2 separate regions of the Mus musculus genome follow, and region 2 is linked to region 1. Evidence: chromatin contacts called from public HiChIP or PLAC-seq data. All regions are on one chromosome and are shown on one strand. The core of a region is the stretch at or near the end of the contact, and the rest is flanking DNA. Distances in the headings are between cores, read along the strand shown.

Evidence for each region. HiChIP or PLAC-seq counts read pairs in DNA pulled down with a chosen protein or histone mark.
Region 2: an H3K4me3 HiChIP or PLAC-seq map of embryonic stem cells shows a contact between it and region 1, with 13 read pairs. The contact joins the enhancer-like site here to the promoter of Ubr4 in region 1. A contact is called at or near these places in 1 of 39 promoter capture datasets (macrophages), 2 of 115 datasets of contacts at active chromatin or transcription factors (both in embryonic stem cells) and 1 of 9 other capture datasets (adipose tissue).

The regions. Positions count from the first base shown.
Region 1 is chr4:139,377,959-139,382,816 of GRCm38.p6, reverse strand. Ubr4 (ubiquitin protein ligase E3 component n-recognin 4) reads right to left here and starts at 2,158. Exons shown (of 106, transcript NM_001160319.1): 1 at 1,955-2,158. The coding sequence starts at 2,130. Emc1 (ER membrane protein complex subunit 1) reads right to left here. Exons shown (of 24, transcript NM_146157.4): 24 at 4,082-4,858.
Region 2 is chr4:139,484,599-139,489,786 of GRCm38.p6, reverse strand. It overlaps Ubr4 (ubiquitin protein ligase E3 component n-recognin 4), which reads right to left. Exons shown (of 106, transcript NM_001160319.1): 104 at 4,412-4,502; 105 at 3,640-3,802; 106 at 254-620. The coding sequence ends at 556. Among named protein-coding and RNA genes, the nearest start is that of n-TVaac1, 57 kb to the right of the region's middle. Within about 2 kb of position 1,311, at least 20 of the 459 cell types and tissues checked have an H3K27ac peak or open chromatin away from gene starts, as enhancers often do. A contact at or near this core is called in embryonic stem cells, where this site is marked.

The DNA.
Region 1 (4,858 bases), core at 909-3,408:
AACAGAATGCGAACTTCAAAACTCCTGACTCCCAATAAAACACAGTACTATACACACATCACTTTTCCCAAAACCATAAAGACCAAAATCCTGTCTACAAACACAGGCAGTCCCTGGTTCTCTCAGATAACTAAGAATGTGGAAGGGTCACTAGCACTTAGCAAAATTCAAATCTAGTTCTGTGTTTGGATTCACCAGGTTGCTAGGGTTTGCTCTACGTTTAAAATGCAAGGGCCAAGAAAATGGGATGTACATCATCAACAAATAACACTATAACCTCAGGTCACATCCATAAACCCAAAGGAAAGAGGTCTACAAGGAAGTGAACACTGTGACCGTAAGCAGAAAGCATGACTCAGGAAAACTAGCAGCAATTTAAACAGTGAAATCGGAGGCTGCCGCTGGCTGAGGATGGGCTGAGGGGTTGGCACCCAAACCTGATAACCAGAGTTCAATTCTTGGACACTAAGATAGGAGAGAATCAACTCCTAAAACTTGTCCTCAGATCTCCAGAGTGCGCTCAAGCACAAGCGTGCTCTCTCTCTCTCTTCTCTCTCTCTCGTCTCTCTCTCTCCCTCTCTCTCTCTCTCTCTCTCACACACACACACACACACACACACACACACACACAATTGAATTACAATAGGGCAGAGAGATGGTCCAGTGGTTAAGAGCACTTCCTGTTCTTCCAACCCAAGTTCAGATCCCAGTGCTAGTGCCAGGCAGGTCACTGCTGCCCCTAACTCCATCTCTAGGGGATCTGAAGCCTTGTTCCTGCCTCCTGGGGCATCCGAATACACAGACACACATACACGTGGATTTTTTTTAAAAAAAAGGAGGAAAAGAAGGTAAAATAAAAAGATGCTAGATAATTTGAGACTTTCTGATACTTGTTTTCATCTTCAAAACAACCTTGGGCATAATTAAGCAAGAAAATCTATTTGTTAGAACTTAAATTATCAAACCCAGACACTATTTTATTATAAATTGTTAAAGATCATTCATCCAAAACATCACAGGCAGTGACAGTTGTTGTGATAAATAATAATGCCAAACCACAGCAATTTCCAAATAACACAACTTTCCAAATAACCTTTAGACATATCCTGCTGACCAGCAAGGTAAAATGACCCGCTTAGCAATTTCAGAGAGTTACTGGGGCAAGTAAACTTGGTTTGGCTAGGAAAACGAAAGTGAGAAAACAGGCTTTAAAAGCATGAGTCTTCTATTAAACTCATTTGCTCTGAGCCCCGTAGTCAGGAAAAGGTAGACACAGAGATCACCACATTCCCATGAAGAAATACGACTCTTGCAATCTAACAATCTGTATACAAAGGTATGAACACATTAACAGCAAGCCAAGGAACAGTCCCGTAAATAAGAGTCTGTAAAGCATTTTATTGAGAAAGAGAAGGACTCCGATCTCGGATATACGCAATTACAGTGCAAAGTAAAACCGAAGTATTCAGTGGTAACTAGTGGCTTCAGTCACAGAAACAGCACGTGCCCCCAGTTATCATAGCACCAAAGAAAGACCGTTATTAAACTATGTGGTAGCTCTCCAAAGTAAACCTCCGGTTCTGGTGACAGGGAGAAATGCAAACTCATCCACGCCCTGACCTTAACGCGACTGAGGTGGATGGGGAGGGGGGGGGCCGGGGGCAGCGGGCCGGGTGACACTGGCCCAGCAGCACCGTGCATCTCAATAGCCAGTTCTCAAATGCGTCCGGCCACGCCCTCCAGCCAGAGCAACCATAAAAGTTTTGCTCCGGAGGGTAAATCAAGTCAGGGATGGTTCACGCCAGAGCTGGGTGGAAACCAGAGGCGCTCTCGTTCCCAGCGCCCGGGAGTCCCGAAGGCATGCGTGGGGTGGATTCCCTGACAGAGTGGACTCACGAACCGGCCCGTCCTCCCCTCCCCCCCCACCCCGCCCGCCGGCGCCGCCGCCCGGTACCTCTCGATGACTGAGGCCACCAGCTGCGGCAACTCCTTCATCTCGAAGGCGGAGTAGGACGCGGACAGGAGGGGCCGCACCGCCACCTCCCAGCCCGGGGTCGTGTCCTGCCCGGTCGCCGGGGCTCCGGGCGCTGGAGCTGCTGCCGCCGCCTCTTCGCCGCCGCTCGTCGCCATCTTTCGTCGTACTACTGCGGCTCCCTCCGGGGGCTTGCCACCGGCCCAGCGCCGCCTCCCGGGAGGGGGCGGAAGTGACGCAATCGTGCGCGTCAGACAGCGCGCCGCGGGTCGCCCAACAAAAACGCAAAGACCTGGACGGCCTCTGACTTCTGCGGGCTTAACCCAGGGTAGTGCGCCTGCGCACGATTGAAAATGCCAGAGGAGGGCTAGGAGCAATGCCCTCTGCGCGTGCGCCATGGCGGCGAGCAACCCTGCGCATGCTCGCGGGAAGCAGTAACTACCGCGCGTGCGCGGGCCCCGCAATAAGCGGCAATATGGTTCCCCAACCTCCTGGAAATGTAAGTTTGTGACTTGGATTCGGAAGAGATGTCTGAACGGCGCCATCCTAGGACAGACAGGGGGGAGAGGAGGCCACAACCTGCTCAGTGTTAGTCACTTCCTCTGCCCAGTGTACCGCATGAGCAGCCAGCCATTCTAGCGCTTACCACTTGGCAAACTTTCTGCGCACACCTTCGCTTAGTAATGATTTTCTTCATGAATTCCTATTTCGCAGCCACTTCTTTATATATTTAGAATTCCTTCGATAATAATCTAGAGAGAACGTTAAGCTTTTTTGAAATTTGGTCCCTATAGGCCAAATTGTCTGCGAACCTTCCTCCCTCAGACCCCAGAGGGTAAGCATTAGTAGCCATCGCAGCAGTCTTTCAGGGGCCCCTATTTGGGTTGACTGTTGATTTCAGCAATCCTTCTATCTTCACCTCCAGTGGAATTACAGGTGTGGGTGTCCACACCTGTTTATAGTTCTGTCGGGAAGGGGGAGGATGGTCTTATTTTATTCGGGCGTTTCCACTGTAGCTCAGGCTGACATGGAACACTAACACAATCCTCTTGCCTCAGCCTCTCAAAGTGCCAAGATCATCACCACGTCTGGCCATCAGCAGTAATAACAAGTCTCATATTTCTGGCTTTGGGGTGTCAAGGCACTCGGAATAAACATCTTCCTTTTCAAATACATAATTTAGTAGTGGAGGTTCTTGGGATAACATCTATGTTGTAAATTTAGACTGAGGAGCTCAAGAGATAACTTGACAGTTCCATTCTCACCACCCAGGTCTAGCTGTTATGGTTGTAACTCCAGTTCCAGGAGATCTGCTGTCTTCTTCTGGACTCTATAGAAACCTCCATTCCCAGGTGCACACACCCTCCACACATATACACACATGTATGGTGTGTGTGTATATATATATATATATATATATATATATGCGCGCACATAAATCTATTTAAAGTGTTTGGTATGCCATCACTGGGGAGGCAGAGAATTACCACAAACTCAAGACCAGTCTGGTCTACGTAGCAAATTAAAGCCTGTCAGGAATATACAACAAGACTCTGCCTCAAAAAAATAACATACATAAATTTAGATAACACTGAAAAGCAGTGTTAGATGAAGCACAAGTTTCAACACTATTCCAATCTAAAAGGTAAGATAGTACTTTCCAGAATAGTAATATTTTATGAACTAAAAATGAAGGACTTTTAATTCCGAGAGGCAGGGGGGGTGACCTGAAAATTTAGAATTAATTGCAGGGCTGGAGAGATGGTTGAACAGTTAAGAACACAGGCTGCTCTTCCAGAGACCCCAGGTTCAGTTCCTAGCAGCTAGACTCCCAGCTACAGTAACTCTAGCCCCAAGGAATCTAACACCCTCTGGGCCTTTCCCCACACCCAGCCTGGGGCACACACATGTACATAAATAAGAACAAATGTTAAGGGAATTAGAAAAGGGGCTCTCCCAGAGGGCACAGTTTCAGTTCCCAGCACCCACATGACCGCTCTAACTATACTCCAGTTCCAGGGGTCTGATGTCCTAGCCCTGGATTTTTTTGACACCAGACATGCATATGATACACATACACACAGGCAAAACACAATATACACAAATAGTAAAAATAATATGAAGCCAGGCATGGTGGCCCACACTTTTTTAATCTCAAGGCTCAGAAGGCAGAGGCAGGCAGAGCTTTGTGAATGCAAGGCCAGCTTGGTCTATACAGGGAGTTCCAGGAAAGTCAGAGCTATAGAGACAGACAATATATAAATAATAATAATAATAATAAAGGAAAATAAAGACTTAGGAGACAAGTTAAGACTTCACTCAGGCCTTGGCTATTTCAGTCAGCTGCTCTGAGCAGCTTTGGTGATATGGTAAAGGTTAAAGGTGAAATACCGGGAGTTCTAGAAAAGGTAGGTCACTTCCCGACCATTAGCCACTTTTTCTGGCCGGTAAGTGAAAAAACAGTCTTGCAGACTAACTGTACTGTAGAAACACAGCAGGCACTATAAGAGACACATCATTCAGTTCCTCCAGAGGGCTCAGTTCAGTTCCCAGGACCTACATGGTCACAATTGTCCCTAAATCTAGTTCCAAGGGATCCAGCATCTTCTGGCCTCCGTGGGCACCAGGCATGCACGCAGATGCAGGGGAGACACTCATAAATCTTAAAGCAACCAAAACCAAGACAAACAAACAGGGCAGTGTGGTAAGAGTTACTTATCTATCTTGCACAAAATTCCAGCTGCTCTATTTCAAGACTAGAGCAGGTGGGGTACAGTGATATATGCCTTTAATCCAAGCACATCTCCCAGATTCACAAGGTGAGAGCTTATAACAAAACAAAAACTAGAGCAGAAAAGTGTAATGGGTTCCAATGCCTTCTCCCAG
Region 2 (5,188 bases), core at 62-2,561, 110 kb before region 1:
CTATTCTCACTATTCTCACCCTTCCCTGAAGTCTCTCCTCTCTGCCTGGCAGCCAGCAGGAGACTGTCAAATGCTTTCAAGGCCTTTGAAGTAGATGCTGACCAGGGCCTGCTCTGCTGAGCCCTCTTTTGGCTAGGGACAAAAAAACCATCAGACCCCAGAGAACACAATTCAACTCCAGCAGTCTTCCTGGTGTGTCACTGCAAGGCTGTGAGTTCACTGGAAAGCACTGGGCAAGCAGCAGCTAGACCCCTTTCCAATGTGTACTAAGTCATTCATTTATTTCAAGATGTACACACTCAAGCTGGCCGGGACAGCTCACAGCTCCTAGGTACGTATAGGTCCTTCAATGGCTTGAGCTACAGACAACTTCATAGCCTGCGCAGCACACACACACACGTGATAGAACAGGAAGCCTACAGACCCCAAACCACTCCGAGAAAACTGAGGGAGGAGGGGGTGCTAATGCAGCATCCGTGGGGGAAATGAGTGCACACGGAGAGATGAATGAGGGGAGAATGCAAGCTAGCTTCAATCTCATTTCCATGGGGATGGTCAGGGGACTGAGTTCAACAGGTCCTTTAGGAAGCTCTCTGGATCGGTGATTTCTGATAGAAGACCTGGAAAGCAAAGACAGTGTGAGTGGGAGTAGCACAGGGCCCCCAGCCCCACCGAGTCACAGAAGCCTGGTTCACGAATAGGATATACTGTGCCAGCATGCTCTGATGGGATTCCAGCAATGGAGGGGAGGTGACCACTGTGTGACTAATACTCTGCTTGAGAAGTGGGTGCTGCTAGGACAGTGTGGCAGATACCATTTTAAATTCCCTGGAGTGGAGGATTTCCACCTGTCCAGGGGTCACTCAAGGGGCTATAAAATACTGCAACTCCCAAGTTTTTCTTTCTTGTCTTGTTCCTGATCCCAGACTGGCCTCAAACTCACTATGTAGCTGACAACCTCCTTTGAACTTCTGTGCTACTATGCCTGGTATATATGGTGCTGGAGGGACAGAACTCAGTGTTCCATGCATCCCAAGCAAGCAAGCACTCTTCCAGCTGAGCCACACTCCCCTACCCCAGAGTGGTGATGTGCGTGTGTGTGAACATGGTCTTTCTCCATGGCCCTCGCCTTCTTTTCTAAGATTGGTTCTCTCACTGAACCTAAAGCTCACCGGCTGGCTAGACTGGTTGGCCAGCAAGCTCAGCCTGGGATCCTACTAGAGGCAGTTTCCCAGCGCTAGAGTTACACCTGCACCTGGCTTTTCTGGGGATCAGAACTCAGAGCCTCATCCTCAGCCTTTGTCATTTTAAACTGGTCAAAGAAAGGCAAATGCTGATGGTCTTATGGGCTGAAGGTCAGAGCAGGACAGAGGCCTCTGATTCTTCTGGGCTTCGATCCCACCACAGGCTTCCTAAGCAAGCTGCCAGAGCTCAGGGCTCCATTGCTTCAGCTTTCAGAAAGAGACAACAGGGATCCCTCCCTGCCTGCCATGGGGACTAACTGAGGATGGCCTTCCTAGTGGAAGGACCCAGTGCACTCTCTACATCAAGTCCTTGGCCCGGCACCTGACCTCATCACTAGTGCAGAGCAAATACTAAAGCCTCAAGTTAAACTTGAGCATCCGAACACGTCATCCCTCAGAGCATCTGCAGGAACAAATGCAGCCAGGCTGTCTCTCTTGGCTCTGGAAAGTGTTTTGTTCTTGAGTCTGAATAGAGCATACCCAGTGCTCTGGTAGTTTAAAGGTCTGAATTAAGGTTTAAAAGTCTGGCCTTCATGACTCCAGATACATATGTAGCAGAGGATGGCCTTACCTGATAGCAATGGGAAGGGAGGCCCTTGGTCCTGTGGAGGTTTGATGCCCCAGGGTACAGGGATGCTGGAGCAGTGGGGCAGGAGAGGGTGAGTGATGGGTGAGCACCCTCATAGAGGCAAAGGGGAGTGGGGAGAGGGTGGATGTAGATGGGTAACTGGGAAGTGGGATATCATTTGAGATGTAAACGAATGGAATGATTTATTTTTAAAAAAAAAGCGCAAGCCTAGCCTCACAAAAGAGGCTAGAGACTCTATGCCTAGGGCCTGTGCGGGGCGAGGCCTGGGGTGGGTGAGTCCTTCGCCCTGGCTACCTCTTCTCACTGGCTTTGACTTCTGTCGTCATTTCTGCCATCTGTGATGAGCACAGACCTTGGCTGAGGACACAGGTGAGCTCTGTGCTCTTGCTCAAGACTAACTCTGAGGGAAACAGTGAGCTGCCTCAACAGCCAGGCTGGGAAGACACAGTCAGGAGGACTAAGGAGCCATAAAGTAGGAAACAGAGGTGAGCAAGGAGACTACGGCAGCTCAGACAGCAGGGCAGACCCAGAGACACCATCTTAGGCAGAGCGTGCTCAGTGCTTGGAAACCAGAAGGGTACATGCAGACAGGCTCTCGACTAGTGGGTGGGCCTCCTTCCCGAGGATACAAAGGTGAGCGGAGATGTTAACAGCACCGTTCCCTTGGCAACAGAGCCTGGGGGATTTCTCCCTTGCCCGTATACAATTCCCACAGTGAACACCAGAAAGTGCAGAAGCATGGAGCCGGCTGACAACAGAAGCTGGGCAGGTCCAGTTACATCTGCTTTGGTGCAGTCTCCCGACCCCCCCCCCCCAAGACAGCGCCAGTGGAGGCTGTGACACAACAGCTCTGGGACCCAGGAGCTGGAATCTCTAATCCTGGGCTGATCTTCCCAAGCCTGAGCCCAGGCCATGCTCTGCTCCCAACACTTTTTAGCTATGAAATGCAGGTGAGTGTTAAAGCGCCTGCATCTGAGAGTCCAACTCCCACAAAGAGTTTGTATGGGAGAGCATGGACTTGAGGGGCTGGGAGCTGTGGAGCATCTGCTCCCATGTCACCCTTGGGGTGATGCCTCTCCACCTACTGCCCAGGGCTGGGAGGCAGGGGAAGGCAGGAGTGCCCTTTCTCCTGTTAACCCTGACGAAAGGTTGGAACCAGGAGTTCCTACTCTCCCACATCTGCTTACTTAACCTCCACAGCCTCTACTAACAGTATAAGAGAATGATGCTAAGAGAGTAATCCAGAATGCTGGACTCCCGTGCCAGTGGTCGAGCTGAGGCAATGGACAGGGCATGCTGAACTTAGCTTTTTCATCTGGGGGTGTTTTCACTTTTTTTTTTTTTTTTTTTTTTGAGACAGGGTTTTTCTCTGTGGCCCTGGCTGTCCTGGAACCCAGAGATGCACAGCCACTAAAAGCAAGTTCCACTCCTGCTGATGAGTGGGCTGTTTGAATGGACACCTTTCCTATGACTGGAGGGGGTTAGTGTGCGCCTACTTCTGCTCTGTGAAGATGAAGATAATGGCCAGTTCACTGAGGCAGACTTGGGCTTTGCTCCAGAGAATCTCTACAAGAGAAAACTGCACTGGCCAGGCGCACGCCTTTAATCCCAGCACTCGGGAGGCAGAGTCAGGTGGATTTCTGAGTTCGAGGCCAGCCTGGTCTACAGAGTGAGTTCCAGGACAGCCAGGGCTATACAGAGAAACCCTGTCTCGAAAAACAAAACAAAACAAAACAAAACAAAACAAAACAAAACAAAACCAAACCAAACCAAACCAAACCAAACAAAACAGAAACCGGCACTGACCTGCTGCGTCGAGGAACTCCGAGAAGGTCTCCACTGGCATGAACTCCTCCTGGAAGGTTTTCAGGGCTTTGTCGGCAGCTTCGTAGATGGGCATGTCATTGTGGCGGATGTACTCGGCCAGAGAGCAGGACCAGCCGCCCTCAGTGTTACTAGTGGGCACCTTCTACAACAATCAGTGGGACATGGGCCAGGTGAGTAAGTGAACGGAGCTGGCTCTGTGTCTAGTCAGGCAGACCGTCTCAGTGCTATGGAGAGCCCACCAACATACGACAGAGCCTTTCTGGAAGCAAGGAGGGCCTGCCTGCAGGGCTCACTGGCCTGATTCTCTTTGCTTATGCAACGTTCTACATGATCTCACAGTTTCAACATGGGACAGCCCCACACCTGCATTTCTGAAAGCAAGCTCTGACTGGACCACTGCACTGATGACCAAAAGGCTCATTACCCTCCCCCAAGATGTGTGGGTCCAGGCATATCGCCGGTAGGGGCCATGGGATGAAGTGTTACATAAGAGCAAGAGCAGGCAGGCTATCAGAGTGCTTAGAGCTTAGTGCTTACTGTATGGAGGGTGTGTGACAAGGTGGCCTCAGTTGCTGACAGCTGGAAGTGAGGGTCTGAGCTGAGGGTGTTCACCTCTCCCCAAGTGGAGACTTTCAAGAGCAAAGAACCCAAAGCCAGTAAGGAGCCTCGGGCTGTGACCACCAAGGGGGTTTAAGCCAAGGACACACACATCTTCCAACCCTCGGAGCTGGTGGGCCCTGAAGCTCCTTACCTTAAACATGTTATAAATGAGATCGACGAGAGCCCAGAAGAGCAGGGAAGAACGGTACGCAGAATAGTCCTTCACCGCCTTGTCTGTCAACCTGGAAAAGCAGAGCAAAGTCTGTCCATGAGGACCCTGCAGAGATGGACAGACAACCTGGGGACTGAGGGCACATGGCCTGGCTCCCATGAATTCCACCTGACAGTTCAGCACTGTCAACCTGGAGCAACACAATCAGGGACACCTGTAAACACGGCACTCAAACGCTCTAACTCAAGCACGAGGATTGAGTGCTCCTGTCCCTCACAAGCTCCCAAATGAGATGGCACCCAACGACGAAGAAGAAAAACAAGGTTCCAACTCAGGCTTTCCCTGCCACCAGGAGTAGCCCACCAGAGAGCCCAATCAGCCAAACCCGTGCTCTGCAGAAACCCAGCACACTGGTAGAAAAGCAGTGTTGAGTAACCTTGATGGCTAGGACTACCTGTACAAGTACTCAATACCCCTCAAATCCTAGGGTAATCCTGGAGCCGCCCACACCCCTTCATCTCCAACAAGTGACACCGGCATGTGAGTGACTTGGCACAGGCTTAAAGGCCAGCTAGTGCCTGGGAACACGGTGGTGGGGGTGGGTTAGGGGGTGGGGATGGGGGCCCTCTGTCAAGGTCCACCGCCTACGGTAGCCAGCCCCCTGCCCCGCCCCTTATGAGGCTCAGAGGGGAGGAGGGGGCATAATTTACTGCTGTGGGACGTAAAGGACAGATGAGCCCTCCCTATGACTTAGGG